Regions from separate parts of the Mus musculus genome. Here region 1 is linked to region 2. Evidence: chromatin contacts called from public promoter capture Hi-C data. All regions are on one chromosome and are shown on one strand. The core of a region is the stretch at or near the end of the contact, and the rest is flanking DNA. Distances in the headings are between cores, read along the strand shown. Region 1 holds the start of Gm52100 (a long non-coding RNA gene). Region 2 holds the start of Flnb (filamin, beta).

Region 1 (5,835 bases), core at 846-3,345, 240 kb after region 2:
AGCAAGGTTTGTATCTAAAATCACTTCTCATGATGGTGATAGAGGACTTTAAGAAGGACATAAATAACTCCCTTAAAGAAACACAGGAGAACACAAGTCAACAGCTAGAAGCCCTTAAAGAGGAAACACAAATCCCTTAAAGAATTACAGGAAAACACAAACAGGCAAAGGAAATGAACAAAGCCATCCAACATCTAACAATGGAACTAGAAACAATAACGAACTCACAAAAAGAGACAGCCCTGGAGTTAGAAAACCTAGGAAAGAGATCAGGAGTCATAGATGCAAGCATCACCAAGAGAATACAAGAGATAGAAAAGAGAATCTCAGGTGTAGAAGATACCATAGAAAACATTGACACAGCAGTCAAAGAAAATGCAAAAAGCAAAAAGCTCCTAACCCAAAACATCCAGGAAATCCAGGACACAATGAGAAGACCAAACCTAAGGAGAATAGGTATAGAAGAGAGTGAAGATTCCCAACTTAAAAAGAGCCAGTAAATATCTTCAACAAAATTATAGAAGAAAACTTCCCTAACCTAAAGAAAGTTGCCCATGAACATAAAAGAAGCCTACAGAACCTCAAATAGACTGAACCAGAAAAGAAATTCCTCCGGACACATAATAATCAGGGCAACAAATGCACTTAATAAGGATAGAATATTAAAAGCAGTAAGGGAAAAAGGTCAAGTGATATATAAAGGCAGACCTATCAGAATTACACCAGACTTCTCACCAGATACTATGAAAGCCAGAAGATACTGCGCAGATGTCATACAGACCCTAAGAGAACACAAATGCCAGCCCAGGCTACTTTACTCAGCAAAACTCTCAATTTTCATAGACGGAGAAACCAAGATATTCCATGACAAAACCAAATTTACACAGTATCTTTCCATAAATCCAGCCCCACAAAGGATAATAGAAAACACCAACACATGGAGAGAAACTACACCCTAGAAAAAGCAAGAAAATAATCTTTCAACAAACTCAAAAGAAGATAACCACATGCCAAGCAGTGGTGGCACACACCTTTAGTCCCAGCACTTGGGGCAGAGGCAGGTGGATTTCTGAGTTCAAGGCCAGCATGGTCTACAAAGTGAGTTCCAGGACAGCCAGGGCTACATAGAGAAACCCTGTGTCAAGAAAAGAAGAAGAAGATAGCCACACAAACATAATTCCACCTCTAACAACAAAAATACAGGAAGTAACGATCACTTTTCCTTAATATCTCTTAATATTAAAACTAATATTACCAACATATGCTAATTAATTGAAATTCAAAAATATGAGGAAATAGAAATCTGTTGGCTGTCATTCAGTGGTCTCTCTAATTTGGTAATTGGAGAAATAGGTCCAGTGTTGTACTAACCATATACTTTCTGCTTGTTTGACAGTGTCTTGCTATACATCATAGAATGGTCTTGAGGTCATGCTTCTCCTATCTCAGCCTCTCTATTAGTAGGATTGTTTATTTGATGTTTTTACTCAATACTTTGGTTTTCAGAACAGCTTACATATTTCAAAATTATTTATACAACCAAAAGAAATGTAGACAATTAACTTGGGAGGTGGCTTGTAAGAGAACAACAAAGAGTGAGACTGAATGTCTTGCTTAATATTTATATTGTATCAATATAAATCAAGAAGAGGACCTTATAAGTTACTCTTTTTCTGAGATGAATGCTTTTCAAATTCATCACAGCCAGTGAAACAGAATCTTGCCCTCACCTAAAGTCTGTGCCATCCTTCAAGCAGAACCATTGTTCATTGAAACATTTGATTAATGACTTCATGGATAGATCATCTTAATACACACACCATTTCTAAAATGAATGTAACCTGTTCCCCGGCAGGTCTAGCCTGAGAGAAGAGAACCTGGTCAGTTGTGGGATGGTGACAGTCAGGGCCCCAAACACACCCAGGCAGGGAGTCTGTCAAAGCAGGAACTCAAAACTCGCTTTATTGTATCAGTCTTTTGTTTATATAGGGTTGAGGAAGGAGGTGGGAATTTTTGGTGAGGTGAGATGACATAGGGGATGGGGAAGAGTGACGGAGGGTATAGGGTGAGATGACGAGAAGTGTGGGGTGATCTCACGGGGCCTATAAGAAATTGACACATCAGCGGAAGCTAGGCAGAGGCAGGCTTAAGCAGGTTGTGCTGAGTCACTCCAATATGGAAGTGAACAAGACAGGTCTCTAAACTCGAGTAAAGGCTCAGACTTCCTCACTAGGCCTCAGTATCTGGCCAAATCAGGCCCAACACCAGTAGGCTGAAAATAATGACAATCACTCAAGTCAAATAGCTTTGACCAGGCCGGTGTTGGTGCACGCCTTTAATCCCAGCACTTGGGAGGCAGAGGCAGGCCGATTTCTGAGTTCGAGGCCAAGCCTGGTCAACAAAATGAGTTCCAGGACAACCAGGGCTACGCAGAGAAACCCTGTCTCAAAAAGCCAAAAAAAAAGAAAAGAAAAAAAGAAAAAAACAGCTTTGACCATAGCCGGAAATACATATCCAAATAATCATGCCTACAATTCATTCTTTGGAGCAGCAGAACTGTCAACTCTTAGCTTAGCTACTATGGAGGTAAAATCCTTTGGTGATGTGAGGGACATTGAAGTACAGCCTTATTACAATGAACTCCAATGTCTAAAAGTTGTTATTTTGGGTTTGTACCACAGTAAGAGCCAAGATATTAAGCTCTACTAAAAACAAAACAAACAAACAAACATCAAAAACAAATGGTTTGGTATGACAACAAGATGTGCAAATGTCGAAATTAGTTTAACCATATCATTAACACCATATAATAGTAATGTTTGTTTGTTTACAGAGGGCTTATTAGATAACCCTGGATGGCCTGGAATTTGATGGAGGCCAAGCTGTCTTTGAACTCACAGAGACCCACTTGCCTCTGCCTCCTAAAGGTTTGGATTAAAGGTGTATACAACCAAGTTTCTGTTATAGCAGAGACTGAAGGAAAGGCCATCCAGAGACTGTCCTACCTGGGGGTCCACCAAATATACAGTCACCAAACCCAGACACTATTGCAGATGCCAAGAAGTGGTTGCTGACAGGAGCTTGATATAGTTGTCTCCTGAGAGGCTCTGCTAGAGCCTGACAAATACAGAAACAGATGCTCACAGCCAACCACTAGACTGAGCATGGGGTCTCCAGTGAAGGAGTTTGAGAAAGGTCTGAAGGAGCTGAAGGGGTTTGCAACCCCATAGGAAGAACAATAATATCACCCAACCAGACCAGAACTTCCCAGGGACTAAACCACCAGCCAAAGAGTACACATGGAGCCACCCATGGCTCCAGACACATATGTAGCAGAGGATGGCATTGTCTGGCATCAATGGGAAGAGAGGCCCTTGGTCCTGTGAAGGCTTGATGCCCCAGTGTAGGGGAATGCCAGGGCGAGGAGGTGGGAGTGGGTGGGTGAGTACCCTCATAGAAGCAGGGGGAGGGGAGATAGGATGGGGTGGGGGCAGGAAAGTGGATAACATTTGAAATGTAAATAAAGAAAATACCCAAGAAAAGAAAAGAAAAAAGTCATGAATATTTGGCAAATTCACACAAGAAAATGAATGTATGGTTTATTCTTGTTTTAACAAATGTTTGAAAGTTTTATCAGTACAATGATGTTTATTTTAAAGTCTCAGAGTGATAGCCTATTAAAAATGCAAAAGAAAAAGGACAGCAGAAGTCATCAGTTTGCTCCTTTTCATTTGCTTCTGTTTTTTATAGTTTAAATGGAAATCCATGGTGAGATGTGAATGTTGACTAGAGAAGCATGCGCTATAGTTCTTAGAAAAGATACAAAAACTGACCTCTAGCTTGTGAGGCGCAGCCGATGCACTGATCAGGAAAACGTACAGGTGTGAATGCATGCGTTAGAAAAGAACGGCTGAAAATGGGCAAAATTAAGCTTCCACCTCCAGGAGCTAAAAGTAAAGTGAGACAAGGGAGTCCTTCAACAGGAGAGAGAGTCTACAGAATCTGTTCTGTTTCTCAGAGGAACTAGGCAGTGGATGTTTGTGCATCCTGATCTTCATTTACCAAGAGTTCCCAGCCTCTGGGCAGGGGGTGAGTCTCTATCTGGGTGGTGAGAGATGGGTTGCTATCAATCACTAAAGAGGCCCTGCAGATCAGTTTTGGAACAGCTGACTCCTGGACATAGAATTTCTTCCTGGTGAGGGTTAGAAGCCCCTCCCCCGGGGGTGGGGGAGGTGTAGTGTGTATACTCATAACCATAGGACCTGGAAGGAGGAGGCAAGAAGATCATGTGACCAGAGCAAGCCTGTCCCAAAGCACAGAGGGGCGTGGGGAGAGGGATCTGCCTTGTGGCAGGGTTTGAGCTGTCACCTACCTGACTGGAAGAACTGAAGGGACTGTGGCCAGCTCCAGCGTTGCAAGCATGACTCTGGCAGGCCTTGCCCTTCTCTCCATTCTCTCTGCCTTGCTAAAAACTGTTAGATTATATTCTGAAAGCTACTCCCCAAGGTCTATTCCCTAATTTAGCCACTTCCTCCTCCTAGAGCTGACTGTCTAGGTCCAACTATCAAAGTACTGAAGCCCACAAGTCCTCTTTGGCTCACCTAATTAACAAACCCAGTTAAAATTAAACACCTCCTTCTAACAGGCTCTCCCAGTTTTTCTTTATAAAGCACCATTTGCCTATGTGTTAGTCTGTCTCCCTCTATCCAAAAGCAGTCCTTTGACCCACTCCAGAACAAACACTCCCCTAGGCCTCTCCCTTGTCTCCTTTCTCCCTCTTCTTTGTTCCCTCTGCCCCTCTTCCCCTTCCTCTACCTCCTGTCTTTGTCCCTCTGGGCAAATAAATCTCCTTTGTACTGAGAGCTTGGTCTTGGGGGTTCTTTTCAAGAACAGTAGGCAGGTTTTGCAGGAGGACATGGCCCCCACTCCCTCCACTGTCAACAGAAAACCTGGAATAGAAGTCATGAACCAAGAATATGAGTTGTTTTTGATAAACACATAAAATAGGTTTTCCAGTTCTCTGCTGGTTCAGCCATGCCGGGAGGTCCCTTGCACCCTGTTTCCTGCTTCAGTACTCACAAAAAGCGTGCTAGTTACTGCCAGCTAGCCTCCTCCACACCAGATCCTGCTGGGCTCTGTGCCTTTGCTGAATTCTGAAGAAGAAAGGAATCATTCATTCCAGCCCTTCCTGCAAGACTGCCAGAAAGTTCTGGGATAAAAACAAAAAGCCCCAGCAGACTCCTTCCCCCTGCATGGAGTTAGGACCATCGGAGTCCTTGCAGATGGAGCCCTCTGGGCAATACTGAAGATACCGAGGGACAAGCAATGGTGAGAATATTTGCCATCAGTCTGGGCTTTTTGTCCAGGATGGGGGGACAACAAGAATGACATTGGTACTGGGTGACATATGCCAGATTGAATGTTCAAGTCTGCCTGTTCAAGTCTATGTTCTGCAAGAGCTCCTGTGATGGCCCATATCCCAGGGAAGTCATACCTGCTCTCTGCTCTGCTCTCTGCTTTCTGCTCTCTGCTTTCTGCTCTCTGCTTTCTGCTCTCTGCTCTGCTCTCTGTTCTCTGCTCTCTGCTCTGCTTTCTGCTCTCTGCTCTGCTTTCTGCTCTGCTCTCTGCTTTCTGCTTTCTGCTCTCTGCTCTACTCTGCTCTCTGCTCTACTCTGCTCTCTGCTCTGCTCTGCTCTCTGCTCTGCTCTGCTTTCTGCTCTCTGCTCTCTGCTCTGCTCTCTGCTCTCTGCTCTGCGTTCTGCTCTCTGCTCTACTCTGCTCTCTGCTCTGCTCTGCTTTCTGCTCTGCTCTGCTCTCTGCTCTGCTCTGCTCTCT
Region 2 (5,338 bases), core at 161-2,660:
AGGATGTAGATTCTTCAGGCCTGAAATGTCAGGCTGTAGGTCTCACACGATGGGTGTCCCACACCCCAGTTGATTCTGCATGCAGGATGAAGGCTGCCCCCCTCAGTCTGCAAGCACACATCCATCCATTCACCCACTCACTCATCTGTCGTCTACATCTCATATGGCAATTCTACACCAGGTACTCAGCTGTAGTTGAGATCACTCTAGACCTCTTGCTGGGGTATGCAGACCAGCATGGAACAGATATCATTCATGTCAGACACGTATCTTCAGTTTCTTCGAGACCTTAGATCTCCATCTGCTCCTCGACACTGGGGGGCCAGGGGGGAGACAGCCAAGCTGAGCTGAGGGCTACCAGGCTTGGGATGTGGAGAGAAAGGAACTGAATTCTCAGGCAAAGGGAAGAGAAGAGGGACACCGGTCAGTAGGTGCCATGACCCATTTATCCGGCCCTTTCTTGGCCATCATAGTTAAAAAAAATAAAACATAACAAGATCTTCTGGACTAATCAATTTGCCTAATACAGTCAACAGGGTCTTCAAGAGAGTTCTAGGAAGACCTGACTATGGAGAACTGAGGAGATGACAGGGTGAAAAAGGTATCTGTGCCTTGTTTTACCGGCTTTGAAGACAAGAAAGGCATCGTAAGCCAACACATGCACCTAGCGTCTAGAATCTGGCACGGCAAAGGAGCAGATTATTTCCCAGAAGCTCCAGCAAGAAATGCCTTGGGCCAATGAACCCCAGACGGGACATCTAACTTACTGACATGCAAGACAGGAAATCTGTGTTACACCAGCAAAAAACTTCTAATAGCCATAGAAAACAGTTCGTTTTCACTACTGCTACTCAGATGGACGTGGTATTGGACTTTAAGGCTGAGTTCCTTTTCTTTCTTTCTTTTTTGTTTTGTTTTGTTTTGTTTTTGTTTTTTCGAGACAGGGTTTCTCTGTGTAGCCCTGGCTGTTCTGGAACTCACTCTGGAGACCAGATTGGCCTCGAACTCAGAAATCCGCCTGCCTCGGCCTCCCAAGTGCTGGGATTAAAGGCATGCGCCACCACGCCCAGCTCTGAGTTCCTTTTCATTTAGAAATCAACGTGTCTAATTTACGTGCAGACTCTGAGAAAAACACTTTCCTCTCACTGAACCTATAGATGGGTGGCATATTCCCTCTTGACGCAACCATTCCTTCTAGGCTAGTCCCCCGCCTCCTCGTGTGCCCTTATTCTAGGCCTTTCCCAAGTTACTTTCTCCTTGCTGGGCAGTACATCAGGTTGGGGATACTTAGGAAGCACCACCCCACCCTACCCTCCGGCGTAATGCAGGCTTTGGACCGTAGAGGGCGAGCGCAGCTAAGGAGTTCGCTTCTATAGGGTAGAAACGGGGCGGAGCCTCGGGGGCGGGGCGGCGTAGCGCGCAGGCGCCAGGCCAGGCTACTTCGCGCCCGGGGACGGACGAAGGCAGTCCTGATCCTGTTGCGGCTAGTATAGCAGCGCTTTCTAACCCTCTCCCCACTTGCCTCAGTTCCCCTTCCCCGGGCCCTTGGGGCTTTTCATCTCAGTCCCTGCAGCTCGTTGTTTCCGCGTACTCTCTGCCTCCAGGATGCCGGTGACGGAGAAAGACCTGGCGGAGGACGCGCCGTGGAAGAAGATTCAGCAGAACACGTTCACGCGCTGGTGCAACGAGCACCTCAAGTGTGTGAATAAACGCATCGGGAACCTGCAGACCGACCTGAGCGACGGGCTACGGCTCATCGCGCTGCTCGAGGTGCTCAGCCAGAAGCGCATGCACCACAAGTACCATCAGCGGCCCACCTTCAGACAGATGAAGCTGGAGAATGTGTCTGTGGCTCTGGAGTTCCTAGACCACGAAAGCATTAAGCTCGTGTCCATTGGTGAGTGTTGTGGCCAGGCCCTAAATTTGCAGTAATCGGGGGGTATCCGGCAGCGCGCCCCACTGCGCATCGCTTCCCGGGTGTGAGGGAGGGGGAGATGGTCCTGGGATGAGGACCTAGGAACATAGGCCTTTCCGCGGTGCCATCTGTGGGCTGGGACCTGGCGTGATTGCTCGACACGGTGCTCCTGGCGGTGCCGCTGCAGTGTTGGGGTGGGTTAAGCACTCAGACCTTCCAGTCACACCTGGAATTTAATTTGCGGGAACTCCTGGGATTGCTGGGGAAATCGTCTGCTGACCCTAATGACAACGCCGTGGACTCAAGTACCAAATCCCTACTTTACGCTAGCCAGGTGCGCCTAGAGCTGAGTGACCCGCCCGGCTGAAAGGGCGTTGGCTTCGAGTCTGGGCGTGGAGACCTAGGACGCGACCGCGACCGCTCTCTTGCTTAGGATCTCACCACCTAGGTGGAGACGAGGACCTGAGACCCTCCCCTTCTTAGACCGGAATGGGTGTGGGCTCTGAGGTTGGAAGGGGCGTCACAGGGGAATGTCCTCACTTCCTAGCTCTGGCTCAGCGCTGGCCGGTTCCTTCAGGTTGAGATAATTTAGTGGTTGATAATAATTAATGTGTGTAGAAAAGGGCTTGACTGGCGCTGGCTGTGTGGCTCTCTGAGTTATTGACGTCCGGTGGCCTGAGATGTTCTTAGGCCCATTTTACAGAAGAGGGGACGTTTACCGGGCTAATTGACGTTCCCAGGGCCACCTCCAATGTGGTCCAACTTAGAAGTAAAGCAGTCCCCACCCCCTTTTCCTGGGTCTTCCTGAGAGAGTTTGAGTCCTGCTTTTTTCCTCCCGCCTTGGGTGAGAGAATTAAGACCTCGAGTACTTTAGGCTTCTAAAGAGAAAACAGGGCTCTTGAGAATGTGTTTTGTGATGGACAAGGGAGGTGTGTATTATGCCCGGGCTCACTTGTTTGCCCCCGTAGGCATTCGTGTGTGCACATATAGCATCTATTTATGAAAGTTTTTTTTTTCCGTACACAGTGGGTGTGCAAAGTATTATGTAGAGGATGTGTGCACTTCGTGAAAGGGATTCTTAGGGCTGAGGTTTCTTCCTGAGGAAGCAAGGCCATTCTAGTGACTCCAGTGACAGAAAGGAAGGAAGGTGGGTGTGGCTTCTGGGACTTTCTCTAGTGGAAAGGGGTTCCCTCTGGACTGAGCCTCCTCCTGGCCTCGCCCTGGACTTTCCCCACACCTGTGCTGGCAGGTAGATGCGCTTGCTACTTCCTGGGGCCAGGCCGCTAGCTACCAGCCTGCCTCCCAGCAAGCTCTCCCTCCCAGGGGTGGGTTCTCAGTGGAGGAAGCTGCCAGGGGTGCATCACATGGGGGGTGGGCATCTCTTTTATTGAGGAGGGAGGACCTCAGAATTCTACAGGAACTCTACTTTCCTATGAAGAGTGATTTTCAAAGCCTGCCTGGCTGAGCTGGACTTGCCTTCATCCATTGTTTTAAATGCTATATGTATTTCATTAACTCAACAAAGAAAATTAAATTAAACCAGGAGTTAAACCTGACAGAACTGCTTTTAGAAGAAGAAGAAGGAGAAGGAGGAGGAAGAGGAGGAGGAGGAGGAGGAGGAGGAGGAAGAGGAAGAGGAGGAGGAGAAGGAGAAGGAGAAAAGAAAGAAAAGAAATCACAGCCCCAGAAAATCAAGGACTTCCTAATTGACTAGCTGTTTACTCGTGGGCTGCTGCTCCCAGCCATGCTCCTCCAAGCTTGTGGGTCTCATTCTGGCCTTGCCTGGTGGTCCCTCACAGTTTTCTAATTGGTCCTCATGATTTCCACTCGAACCTGCTGAGGCCTGAGCCCCCCATTGCCTAACATCTCACAGTTATCTTCCATTCATCTGTTACCCATGGCCAGCTGTGTCAGTAGTCCTTCACAAGTTGTACTGTTTGATTTGTCTCTTTAAAATACTTCTTGGATCATATTCCCCAGAGTAGTATTCCTAGGTTAGAGGGTGTGACCACATACAACTCCTCCCTAGCCTCCCTATTGCTTTCCAGAAAGATCTCTCAGCAAACAGGTTTTCCAGCCTCTGGAGACCTATCCATCTTGCCAGGGGCCCAGACTGCTGCAGGAAGAAATGGAGCCTAGGCCTAGGGATAGATGTCATAGGTAATGACCAGCCCAAAAAAAATGTCATCTGGCTTGGACCTTGGTTCGCGTGTGTTGTCTTGTGCTTGCCATGACAGTTTTTACTAGGGCCACCCACTGTATGTTCTGTTGACTGTTCCCATTGAATAGCCAGGATAATCAATCAATTGATATCAATTAATGTCCTTCTGATAATGATCTTCTCTAACAGTCCCCTAGAGGGTCAGGCAGGGGTTGAGTTCTGTCCTAGGCTGCCACATGTTACTTAGAAAGCAGTTGCTGTTGTTAATGATGCTGTTGTTAGTATTAGTGTTTCCTACTTAAAAAGACAGGAAACAGAAATGAACCAAATTCTAGAGGCAACAGGGCTAGGAAGCCCACGGAGCCCAGAATGCATGATTGCCAAGCTATTGAATTTGAACTTCGAGTGGATTTCTTTCTAGTGTCAGAGAGCCAATACAGCCTCCCTTCCTCTTCCCTGCATAGAAGGGTTGGTAGAGCTTACTTACACTTTGCAGTTCCAGGGTGTTGAAGCTGGATATCCACAGTCTGAACCTTAGCCTCAGACGCAGTAGGTAGGGATCATGGGGGTCTTTGATGAGAGAGAGGCAAGATTAATCCTCTGAGCTGTGATGACATCTCCTGGAATTAAATGTTGTAACTGTCAGGAGGTGTTTTGTCTTGCGGTTGGTTGACTGTTGAGGAATAGCTGCTGTCTCCATTGGTGGCGTTTTATTGAGCATTCTTGTTCTCCGGGGGCTCATGTTTACTCCATAACGGGGGATGCTTATTGGATGAATTCAGAGCATCGCTGTACACCGTGGCTAACGCCCAACAGTTTACACTGTGAGAACCTTTAGAATCATGTCCGTAAACCCAGCTGTGAGACATGAGATGGTCAGCAGCTGCCAGAGGCCAGTGACATATCTGCCAATAACTTCTGAAAGACAGCCATGGCTATTTGTTTGCTCACATTTGTGGTTTATCAGAAGTTGGTCCCACCCTAGGCGCTATCCCAACATTGAGAGTTTTGTTTAGTTTCCTATGTCTTGAGCAGTTCGCAGAGAGGCTCAGCCTGCCTGGTTACAGGGTTTTTGTCAGGAGTTGGCAGTATTATTTACTTGTTTTCTCCACAAATCTTTCTGACTTTTGGGCAGCCCAGCTTACTTTGGAAAGAAAAGAAGTCTCCAGGCCCAAGAATGACAATTGAGGCTGCTAGAAATTTGGGTAATCTATTATGGTTTGGTCCTCTGAAAAAGGATTTTCTTCTTCCCCGTTTACAAG

The links. Promoter capture Hi-C pulls out the DNA fragments that hold promoters and counts their contacts.
Region 1: a contact with region 2 is called in a promoter capture Hi-C map of the HPC-7 cell line. The contact joins the enhancer-like site here to the promoter of Flnb in region 2. A contact is called at or near these places in 17 of 39 promoter capture datasets (the 3T3-L1 cell line, 3T3-L1-derived adipocytes, the C10 cell line and 11 more), 10 of 484 Hi-C or Micro-C datasets (the G1E-ER4 cell line, the HPC-5 cell line, Th1 cells and 4 more), 11 of 115 datasets of contacts at active chromatin or transcription factors (bone marrow-derived macrophages, embryonic stem cells, extraembryonic endoderm stem cells and 1 more) and 2 of 9 other capture datasets (adipose tissue and liver).

What each region holds. Positions count from the first base shown.
Region 1 is chr14:8,058,011-8,063,845 of GRCm38.p6, forward strand. It overlaps Gm52100 (a long non-coding RNA gene), which reads right to left and starts at 5,531. Exons shown (of 3, transcript XR_003951032.1): 1 at 5,495-5,531; 2 at 5,080-5,153; 3 at 2,478-4,949. Within about 2 kb of position 2,096, at least 8 of the 459 cell types and tissues checked have an H3K27ac peak or open chromatin away from gene starts, as enhancers often do. A contact at or near this core is called in the HPC-7 cell line, where this site is marked.
Region 2 is chr14:7,816,547-7,821,884 of GRCm38.p6, forward strand. Flnb (filamin, beta) reads left to right here and starts at 1,411. Exons shown (of 46, transcript NM_134080.1): 1 at 1,411-1,897. The coding sequence starts at 1,606.